2 separate regions of the Mus musculus genome follow, and region 1 is linked to region 2. A link is a contact called in public Hi-C data. All regions are on one chromosome and are shown on one strand. Each heading gives the region's core, a stretch centred on a gene start, on an enhancer-like site or on the middle of the called end of the contact. The rest is flanking DNA. Distances are from core to core; before and after follow the strand shown. Region 1 holds the start of 4833439L19Rik (RIKEN cDNA 4833439L19 gene). Region 2 overlaps Simc1 (SUMO-interacting motifs containing 1).

Region 1 (4,733 bases), core at 1,672-4,171, 44 kb after region 2:
AAAATGGCTAGCTAGCTGAGGCTCGACCTAGTTTATCAAGAGCCCTGCGCCTTCTGTGTCCCCCCTCCAAAGAAAACTACAAGGAACAGTTCCTCGTCTGGGGCCTGGCATGCCCTCTAGTTCCTAGCTTTCTGAAGATTTAAACGTCTCCACCACAGGCATTACTGACAGGCACTCTCATCAACACCGCCAGCTTGAGCCTGCCATTCCTGACCACGACAGCTGACTGCTGGCACGTCCAGCTGTGACAGAGGCGTCATGCTTCAGCTGTGTGTACTCTGAGCTGTGCCAGAGCAGAGAGCAGGCTTCACTTGTCTGGTCACTGATCCAGAACCTGCCTTCAAGGTGATACTTTCCTGTTACATAATCGCACTCGTCAAGGTAGAAACCTGCCTGGCAGCAAGGCTCAAACCCTGCCAAGTTTGACTTAAACAGCAAGGGGACCCAGAGCTACCATGTGACCATCACCAATACTAATAACTAACAAGCCCAAGAAGTTACTAGTTGCCAAGGGCCAGGGAGAGGGCAATGAGGTGTTTCTCCTAATGGGTACAAAGTATTTCTGGGGGCATGAAAATGCTTTGTAAGTAGATTAATTTGATGGATGCATAACCTTATGAACACACCAACCATGAAATCACCCACTCTAGGTGAATTTACAGTATGTACATTGCTATCTCAAGGGAAAAAGACATGCAAACACAAATGACCTGGCACTGAGAGCCCTCCTTCTATCTACTCCTCTCTAAGTAAACTCTTTCCCATTTCCCAGCTCAGGAAACCGTGCTACGGAACCTAAGCACTACCACACGGCTAGCAAATGCGCAGGAGACACTGAGCCAGGGCTCACTCCTTGCTGCCAGCTACAAAGCCTTAAGCTCATGAGCACACACATAGCTCTGCATGGTGACAAGGGCGTTAGAGAGTCCAGTGTAAGTGGAAGACACACGTGATGGTAGAGACAAATGGTATTAGGGTACATGGAGGAAGCTTCCATTAACCTGCCTAACTGGGGAGCGACTTCAAACAGTGTCTAACACCTTGTCCAATGGCTTCATAAAGACAATAGTAATAAAGCCGCTGGCATCTACTTTTTTTTTTTTTTTTTTTGGTTTTTCGAGACAGGGTTTCTCTGTGTAACCCTGGCTGTCCTGGAACTCAGAAATCCACCTGCCTCTGCCTCCTAAGTGCTGGGATAAAGTCGTGCACCACCACTGCCTGCCCAAAAACTTTTTTGAGCCAGGTGCAGTGTACATGCATTTTAATCCCAGAACTCAGGAGGCAGAGGCAGGAGGATCTCTGTGAATTCCAGGACAGCCAAGTCTACAAAGGGAGACTCTGTCTCAAAAAAAAAAAAACAGTAGATGTAGATTTAGCAGCAACTCTGAACTTCACTTATGATTTCGCCTTTAAAGACAGCACTTGGGAGGTAGAGGTGGTAAGATCTCTGTGAATTCAAGGACAGCCTGGTCTAAATACAGAGTTTCAGGACAGCCAGAACCACACGGAGAAACCCTGTCTCTGGAAAAACAAACAAAAAGTGTTTACTCTTCACAAAAGACACTTATGGCAAGAGGCTGTAAGCCAAGGTCAGGGTGTATACCACGGCTGAGAAGGTGATGACCTAATACTAAAGAAGATCAGTACTAAGGATTCTGAGAAAATAAGCTCTCTGGGGGATGTGGGTGGGGGTACAGACTTAACCAATAAGAACTTAAGTTTACCAGGCACTTCTGGTTGTCTTGAAGCCATTGAAAGACAGGGATCCAGGTGTTTTTTTCTATACGTAATTCGGAGCTGAGTCCCTTCCACCTAATAAAAATAACATAGGGCATTTTCTTATGTTGCACAGCAGAGGGTCATTCCAGTGCTCTGACAGACACGCAGAGACTTATGGCTGGTAAGTAAGGTTGACACATACACACGCTAGAACCAATGAGTGACAAACACACCCCCGGAAGGATAAAGTCCACTAGTTTGCCAGTATCCTATGGCTGGCTCCTCTGAACACCCGAGAGGAGAAAGCCAAACCTCAGTTTAGACAGACACCTTACCACAGTGAAATGACGCCGGACTATGCAGACAGACAGATGTTAATGAGGAGCATTGCCCAGCTTCTGCAAATTAGCGAAGCTTCTGAGGAAGGGTCCATCCAGAGGCTCTAAGTAACAATAAACAAGCAAGGTTGGTACAGCGCCCCTAAGTCCACCGAACATCCGACCACTCCCCAGCCGGATTACATAGCAGCCTTTCCCCTTGGCAGAAATGAGCTATGCCAGCATAGAAGACCAACTCGGCATCACTAAAAGTCATCGCATTCTCACACAACCCTTGTCTTGAAAACAAACCCGCGGCGCTGCACAGCAGGCATTATTGGTCCAGATTTTTGTTCAAGTTCACTGCGGTCCTAGGGACATCCGCAAGCCAGACACACGCCCTTTCCCTCTCCCTTAGCGACCCCAAGCCCACGACTCTCTCGCAGGAGGTGCAAAACAAAGCCTCTGAGATGTGTAAAGCCAATCCCGACCTTCCCACGGTCCCACCCCTCAAGGCGAAGCCGGCTGGTTCGCAGCGAGCAGATGCTCCGAGGCTCACTGTGCGGGTCTTTCTGGTGTCCCTCGAGCCCCGCTAGGGTGGAACAGAGCCCCCCTCCAGGCCCCCCAGGCCGCGGCGCCCCGGAACTCAGGCTGCCCCCAGCTCCGCCAGGCCGCGGTCGGTTACCTGCTCGCCCGCCGCCTGCGGCCCGACTTCCCGCACTAAAGAGGCTCCGAGGCTCCAGATGGCCCAAGAGGCTGCTGGGCTGAACAGAGCAGAGCCATCGTGAGAGCGCGACGAACGCTCCCCTACGGAGGACAGTCGCCGGCCGGCAACCGAACCCCCAAACCACCCCGAGACTGTCGCAGGTCGCGCGAGACCTGACTCGAAGATCCGCGGGGCATGCTGGGAGTTGTAGTCCGAGATCTGAGCGTGCCTCCGTACCCACCACCACCGGAACACCTCCCTGTAGGTTGAACTCTAAAAGGGAATTCCACGGGGTTCCCAGAAAGGAGGTCACCTGTTTCCAGCACTTCCTCTGCGCTTTTTACTTGATTACAGAATTGTGGCACTTGGAGGCTGAGGCAGGAGCATTGCCTGAATCAAGGAGTGTGGTGGGGGCTGAGGATGAGAAGGGGGGAAAGAATGAAGATTGATGGCTGGAGATGGTTCAGTTAAAACAGTAATTACTGCACTTGCAGATGACCTGGGTTTGTTCCCAGCACCCAGGTTTGGTATCTCACAACCTCTTGTAGTACAGCTCCCAGGGTCTGCTGCCCTCTTCTGGCTCCCAAGGACACCGCAGTCGGTCTCCCATTCCCACATACTTGAATTTAAAGGGGGGAGACCCATCCCCCACTTTGCCAGACTCTCATTGCTTTATCAGGAAAGCAAGCTCAGGCAGCCTGTTAGCAGGTGGTGGCTTCTTGCAGGAAGCTGCAGATGTGGCACACAATAGACTTTACCTAGATTGGAAGACTCCACCCTAGGTGGGCTAGCCAACTGTGGCAGAAACAAAGTCTGATTCTGCCTGCTCAAGGCTGGGGGGAAGGGCACAGTTCAATGAACCATGAAGCCAGGTAGGCGCCTTCGTGGGTCGTGACCCACAGGTTAAGAACCACTACCATACCTCCCACACACAGAGAGGATCTGATAGTTAATCTTTCTCCCTTTAATTAGCAGTGGAGTCAGGCGGGCTCCACACTAGTACAGGACTAAATACAGGAGCATCCGCCTCCCCGGAAATGGATAATAACTATGAGAAAAGTGGACCTGGAGAGGTAGCCACTCAGAGGTCTCAAAAACACTTCCCTGCTCTGCTCCATGAGAGAAAGCTGAAAACACCCACACTCAACTCTGCTCCAAGTCCAAGGTTCACTGTCCGCTCAGGAAGAATCGGAGGGTGTTAAAAGATGGGAATACATTTGACTTTGCTTGCATTCTGTTAGGACCAAGACTGGGCCAGGAATTCATGTCTTCTGTAAGCTGTATACTTCATTTGTGAATAACACACTTGATTTGCAGTGTGACACTTGAAAAAGTATTCCCAGTGTTTTTACTTTACTGCTCCTGGGAGGAAAGGGTGCAGATCAATTCTCACATAAAAGGTTAAACATGGGGACGGAAGTGAAGGCTCCTCAATGGAGAACACTGGCTGCCGTTCCAAAGGACCCAGATTCAATTTCCAGCACCCATAGGACAGCTCACAGCTGCTTATCACTCTTCATCCAAGGGGTCCAATGCCCTTTTACAGCCTCAGCATGTGAATGACAGACAGGCACACATCTATGCAAGCAAAACAAACACAGGGCTGGAGAGATGGCTCAGTGGTTAAAAGGACTGACTACTGTTCCTAGAGGTCCTGAGTTCAATTCCCAGCAACCACATGGTGGCTCACAACCATCTGTAATGGGATCTGATGCCCTCTTCTGTTGTGTCTGAAGACAGTGACAGTGTATTCACATACATGAAATAAATAAATTCTTTAAAAAAAAAAAAGACAAACAAACACACACACATTTAAAAAACAAATCTTTTATAAGGTTAAAATGTCTTTTTTTAAAAACAAATGAAATATTTTGAAAATATCTTGTTTTAAGATTTATTTATTTATTTTATGTATGTGAGTACATGTGATTGGCTACTATTGCAACTGGTAGATCCTGAGAGAGAAACCGAGGCAGGACAACCAGGAGCAA
Region 2 (4,817 bases), core at 328-2,827:
TAGGCATGAATGGAAATGGAGAAACATAGAAAAACTTAGCAAAGACATCAAATATTATATAACTCATGCAGGTAATACAAACATAAACATCAGAAAATAATGAAATAGTGAACAAATTGGCATCATGTTTGTCTAGTTCTAGAATGTTAAAATTTGCCAGGGAACAAATTCAGAATAAATTAGCATGGATGATAGATTACACATTTGAAAACCTTGAAAGTTTACCTCTAGCACTAAAAAATAAGGGGAAATGGGGCACCAAATTAAACCAGGACAACTCTATGAGAATAACTATTGTGAGCAATCCATAGCCAGACAGTGGCTGGGTTTAATCCTTTAATCCCAACACTTGAGAGGCAGAAGCAAGCACACAAAAATTACAGTGATTAAAACTCAAAAAGAATTTCCTACTGTTGCCAAAAATACATTTTGCCCTAGGAAAGATATAACCTGCACAAAAAAAAAAAAAAAAAAAAAAAAAAAAGAAAAAGAAAAAATCCCACCCCCAGAGTTAACATTGGGGCAGGGTTTTCTTTTATCTTTCAAGGAGAATAAAAACATCCAAATAGGGAATCTAGAGACCACTGGACAAGTGAAACATCTGAGGAAAGAACTGATCATCAAGAAACAGTAAGATAGATGGCCAAGTGGCACCGCCCACCTCCAGCTCATCTCTGCTGCCCTCTGCAGACAGAGTGGCAAATGCTCTTTCTGTGGTCCCAATTCAATTAAAAATTAAAGCTGAGCTAGGCATGGTGGCGCACACCTTTAATCCCAGCACTCGGGAGGCAGAGACAGGCAGATTTCTGAGTTCGAGGCCAGCCTGGTCTACAGAGTGAGTTCCAGGTCAGCCAGGGCAACACAGAGAACCCTTGTCTCAACAAACAAACAAACAAATAAAAAAATTAAAGCTGGCTTTGGGGTTTGAGCATAGCTCTCCTTCTCTAAACCCACACATGCTTGTTAAAGGGAAATCCCAAATCTCTGTCTCATATCAGAGGAGCCTCCTCATATAGGACAGAGGAAAACAAGAAATAAGGGACTGTTCTAGTACCACTACTCTCATAATCTTTTGATCTTCATTTGACACTCTAAAACTTTCCTTAAGCTATAAATATTATCTCAAAAATATGTAAGATTATTATGTGTATATAGACTTACTGTCATACTAGGAGTTATACAGAATATTAACTAATTCTAGAAATAAGCTTCACCTGCTTCCCGTGCTGTTTTCAGGTTTGAGTCTGAAGCAGGTAACTAGGAACAAAGTTTGTGTACTTCAGATATACTTAATACATCATGGTCCTCAAATCTTTCAGAGATCTGCTGAATATGGCATTTAAAATGTTTAAGTCTTCTACCAAGCAATAACAATAACCTTGTGATCTCTGAGAAGATGATGGGGCCCTGTAACAGCCAATCTTCCTGCATTGTGGTAACATCAACCACTGGACAAAACTGCCCTATGCCACTTCTGCTGCCAGCATCAGTGCAAACAGTGGACACCTTTGGGTTGACTGCTATATTCTACCTAACCAGGATTGCCACTAAGGTGACAAACACCACCCAAAGATCAGGTTTGGACTACAACCTGCTCAGGACATTGAAATTGCTGAGTTCATAGGAGACTGACAGGAACATTTTACAGAACTTTGAACTCAAATTACTCCATCCTAGGCCTGCCAAATACAATACAATGCTGGACATTGTGGAAAGCTTGGCAGAAATGTCTTCATTATTGTAAATAGTTTTATTTTGTTAGAGTTAAACTCTTTCCTTTTTATTTAGACAAAAAGGGGGAAATGTTGCAGGATTTTTAAAAAAGAGGTCAAAGGTTTGGTTTGCAGGCCTATGATAAGGCAAAGATTTTTTTTTTTTTAATTTATGTATGTGAGTACACTGTCGCTGTCTTCAGACACACCAGAAGAGGGCATCAGATCCCATTACATATGGTTGTGAGCCACCACGTGGTTCCTGGGAATTGTTGTAAGCCACCATGTGGTTGCTGGGATTTGAACTCAGGACCTCTGGAAGAGCAGTCAGTGCTCTTAACTGCTGAGCCATCTCTCTGGCCCCTGTTGTAGGGTATTTGATCACATACACTGTAAACCCACCCCACCCCCAACCCCAAGATTGTATTATTAACTAGAGGGGGGAAAAAAAAACATTTTTCTAGTTGTGGTGTGGCTCAACTCTAGCACACACCTTTAATTCAAGAGCTTTCTGTTTATTGTAAACGAGATTAAATAGGTTGAGAGGTGGAGCAAATAACCAGTAGATAAGGAGTGAACATGGAGGAAAAACAGCAAGAGTAAGTCAGGAGGATATATAGAGATGCACTGGAAGTAGAAGGGAGGGACATTCAGTTTGAGGGTTTTTGACGGGGCATGGAGAAAAACTTTCTTTTGGGATGTCCTCTTTCTTTTAGACCTATAGAGGAAGGTCATCTGGGTGCTTTCTCTGCCTCTCTGAGCTAGGAGGCCTTCACCTCAGCATCTGGCTCCTGAGTCGTCATTGGAAAAATCAAATGATTGAGGTTTTCTTAAAAACAGCCTGGTATGCATAGAGAGTCCCAGGCTAGCCAGAGCTTCAAAGTGAGATCCTGTTTCAGCAAAACAAAGGCGATAGAGCTGGTTACATATTGGAAAAAGGAACATATCCCTAGGCCCTTAACAGGCAAGGCGGACAGTGGATTTGAATGTCTGCCACTACTACTTAGCTGTGTAGTCCTTGGGTAAATCACCTGGTCCCTCAAAACTGATTTTGCATGTATATAATGGAGATGGCAATGCTATCCTGCAGTATCATTGTGAAATTTAAGAAATCATAGAAAAGTGACATGTGTAATCAGGGAGACAAGATAATGGGTTATAATAAGTATGGGTGTTTTGCCTGTACTGTATCTGTGTACCAGATGTGTGTCTTATGCCTATGGAGAGTAGAAAAGACACCCTGTGGATGCTGGGAGTAGCCAATACTCTTAACTACTGAGCCATCACTCCAGCCCATTGGATGTAAATTTAACCTGATGGTTATGGCTTCATCCAGATCCAGACTGCACAAAATCCTACTCTTATAGTTGGTTGTGCTCTGTGATAGAAGTTAGCTATGTTCTACAGGAGATTCCAAGACCCAGAAGCCCCATCAGCTTCTTATGCTTTCCAGTATAGCTGTATTTTTACATGAATGCTGCCTTTCAGATCAATAGTTTGATTCTAAACATCCTGCGTTTAGCCAAACCTTCCCTCCGAGACCCAAAATGCCCTCCTAATCTCCAGAAAAATTTACACATAAATATGGATAAGACTAATGGAAAATTTTTCTACAGCCCTTAAAAACTCAACTATCCAGCTAAGTTTCCTATTTTCTTTCCTTTTTAGAAGTGTACTTTTGATTATTTTCTTAGTAAATCTGTTTCTATTCATATGTGTGTCCTTGAGAACTTTCTCTAATGAAGCCATGAATCTTTGGAACTCCCAAGTCCAGTGACAAACACTCAAGCATGTTCTTAGCATCTGGGTCCTCATATTAACTTAAAGCCTTGCTTAGCCTCTGTTGCAAATTATCCCGGGAATTGGCTTCTCCAAGCAAAAGTTGCTTTCTGTTGGTCAAGGGTGGAATTTCTCTACTACAAACCTGTCTTTCTTGAATCTAAGGGGAAAAAATTCCATTGCATTCCCACATTTAGCATTTGGATGATTTATGAATCTATAGACGTTGACAGCTTTGACACTAGCAAAATGTTAACTAAAGAAAATAAACTAAGCCGGGCAGTGGTGGTGCACGCCTTTAATCCCAGCACTTGGGAGGCAGAGGCATGCGGATTTCTGAATTCGAGGCCAGCCTGGTCTATAAAGTCAGTTCCAGGACAGCCAGGGCTATACAGAGAAACCCTGTCTCGAAAAACAAAAACAAAAAAAAGAAAAAAAGAAAGAAAGAAAGGAAGGAAGGAAGGAAGGAAGGAAGGAAGGAAGAAAGGAAGGAAAAAAAAAGAAAATAAACTAATACTTGAGATGATGCATAGAAGGCTAGAGATATAGCTCAGATCTAGAGCATTTACCCAGTGTACACAAGTCCCTAGATTTAATCACTAGCACTGCAAACATGTAGAAATATCAGTGACATGGAAAGATAAAGTGATGTCTGTTGTTAAAAGCTAAAACCTTAGATTTCTAGAATCAAGTTACTGGACTCCCCTCTCACTCTTCTCCCTTCTCACAATCTTTAACAGGACTTCATTGACTTAACTAGAGAAAACCGAGCAAGGACAAAAGACCGGAATGGACTCTGTGTGATTGATCTAACAAGAAATGAGGAAGAAAATAGGCCTATTGCCACTCTTGATTTGACTTTAGAACCTGTAGCTTCCTCTCAGAAGGAGCCAACCAGTCTTCAGACATGTACCAGTCTCTCGGGCAAAGAAGTGATGGAAGCCCATGAAGATAGAGGCTCTCAGCCTGCAGCACAGAGAATCATTAACAATGATCCTGTAGATTTGGATTTGCTAGAGGAAAACCTGTTTGAAGGTTCTCGACCCCCTACATCTATCAGCCAGGACTCTGTTTATCCACCAGAACCAAACTGTAGCTCAATCACATATAAAGGTGACCTCAGCTTCTTGACAAGCCTACAGCTCTCTTCAGATGTTAGCTCCTTCTCCTCCACAAGCAATCAGAGGGCCTCTTTGCCATGCCCACAGCAAGATGTGCCTTGTCAATCACAAGGCTTGCTATGCCCGCTACAGGCCTTATCATGCCCACAAACAGCTTCACCATGTCCACCACGAGCTTCCTCATGCCCACCACAAGCCCTGTCAT

What was found. Hi-C and Micro-C count contacts between places; a contact is called where the count stands out from the background.
Region 1: a contact with region 2 is called in a Hi-C map of liver, with 2.0 times the contacts expected there. The contact joins the promoter of 4833439L19Rik here to the enhancer-like site in region 2. A contact is called at or near these places in 3 of 39 promoter capture datasets (epiblast stem cells, liver and macrophages), 1 of 15 datasets of contacts at CTCF or cohesin (CD8 T cells), 17 of 484 Hi-C or Micro-C datasets (8-cell embryo, the CH12 cell line, the G1E-ER4 cell line and 7 more), 7 of 115 datasets of contacts at active chromatin or transcription factors (the SCID.adh cell line, T-cell acute lymphoblastic leukemia, embryonic stem cells and 2 more) and 3 of 9 other capture datasets (adipose tissue, liver and pancreatic islet).

What each region holds. Positions count from the first base shown.
Region 1 is chr13:54,562,461-54,567,193 of GRCm38.p6, forward strand. 4833439L19Rik (RIKEN cDNA 4833439L19 gene) reads right to left here and starts at 2,922. Exons shown (of 9, transcript NM_133797.4): 1 at 2,722-2,922; 2 at 2,055-2,161; 3 at 1,725-1,812. The coding sequence starts at 1,752.
Region 2 is chr13:54,519,739-54,524,555 of GRCm38.p6, forward strand. It overlaps Simc1 (SUMO-interacting motifs containing 1), which reads left to right. Exons shown (of 10, transcript NM_176987.4): 2 at 4,232-4,817. Among named protein-coding and RNA genes, the nearest start is that of Simc1, 18 kb to the left of the region's middle. Within about 2 kb of position 1,578, at least 2 of the 459 cell types and tissues checked have an H3K27ac peak or open chromatin away from gene starts, as enhancers often do. A contact at or near this core is called in liver, where this site is marked.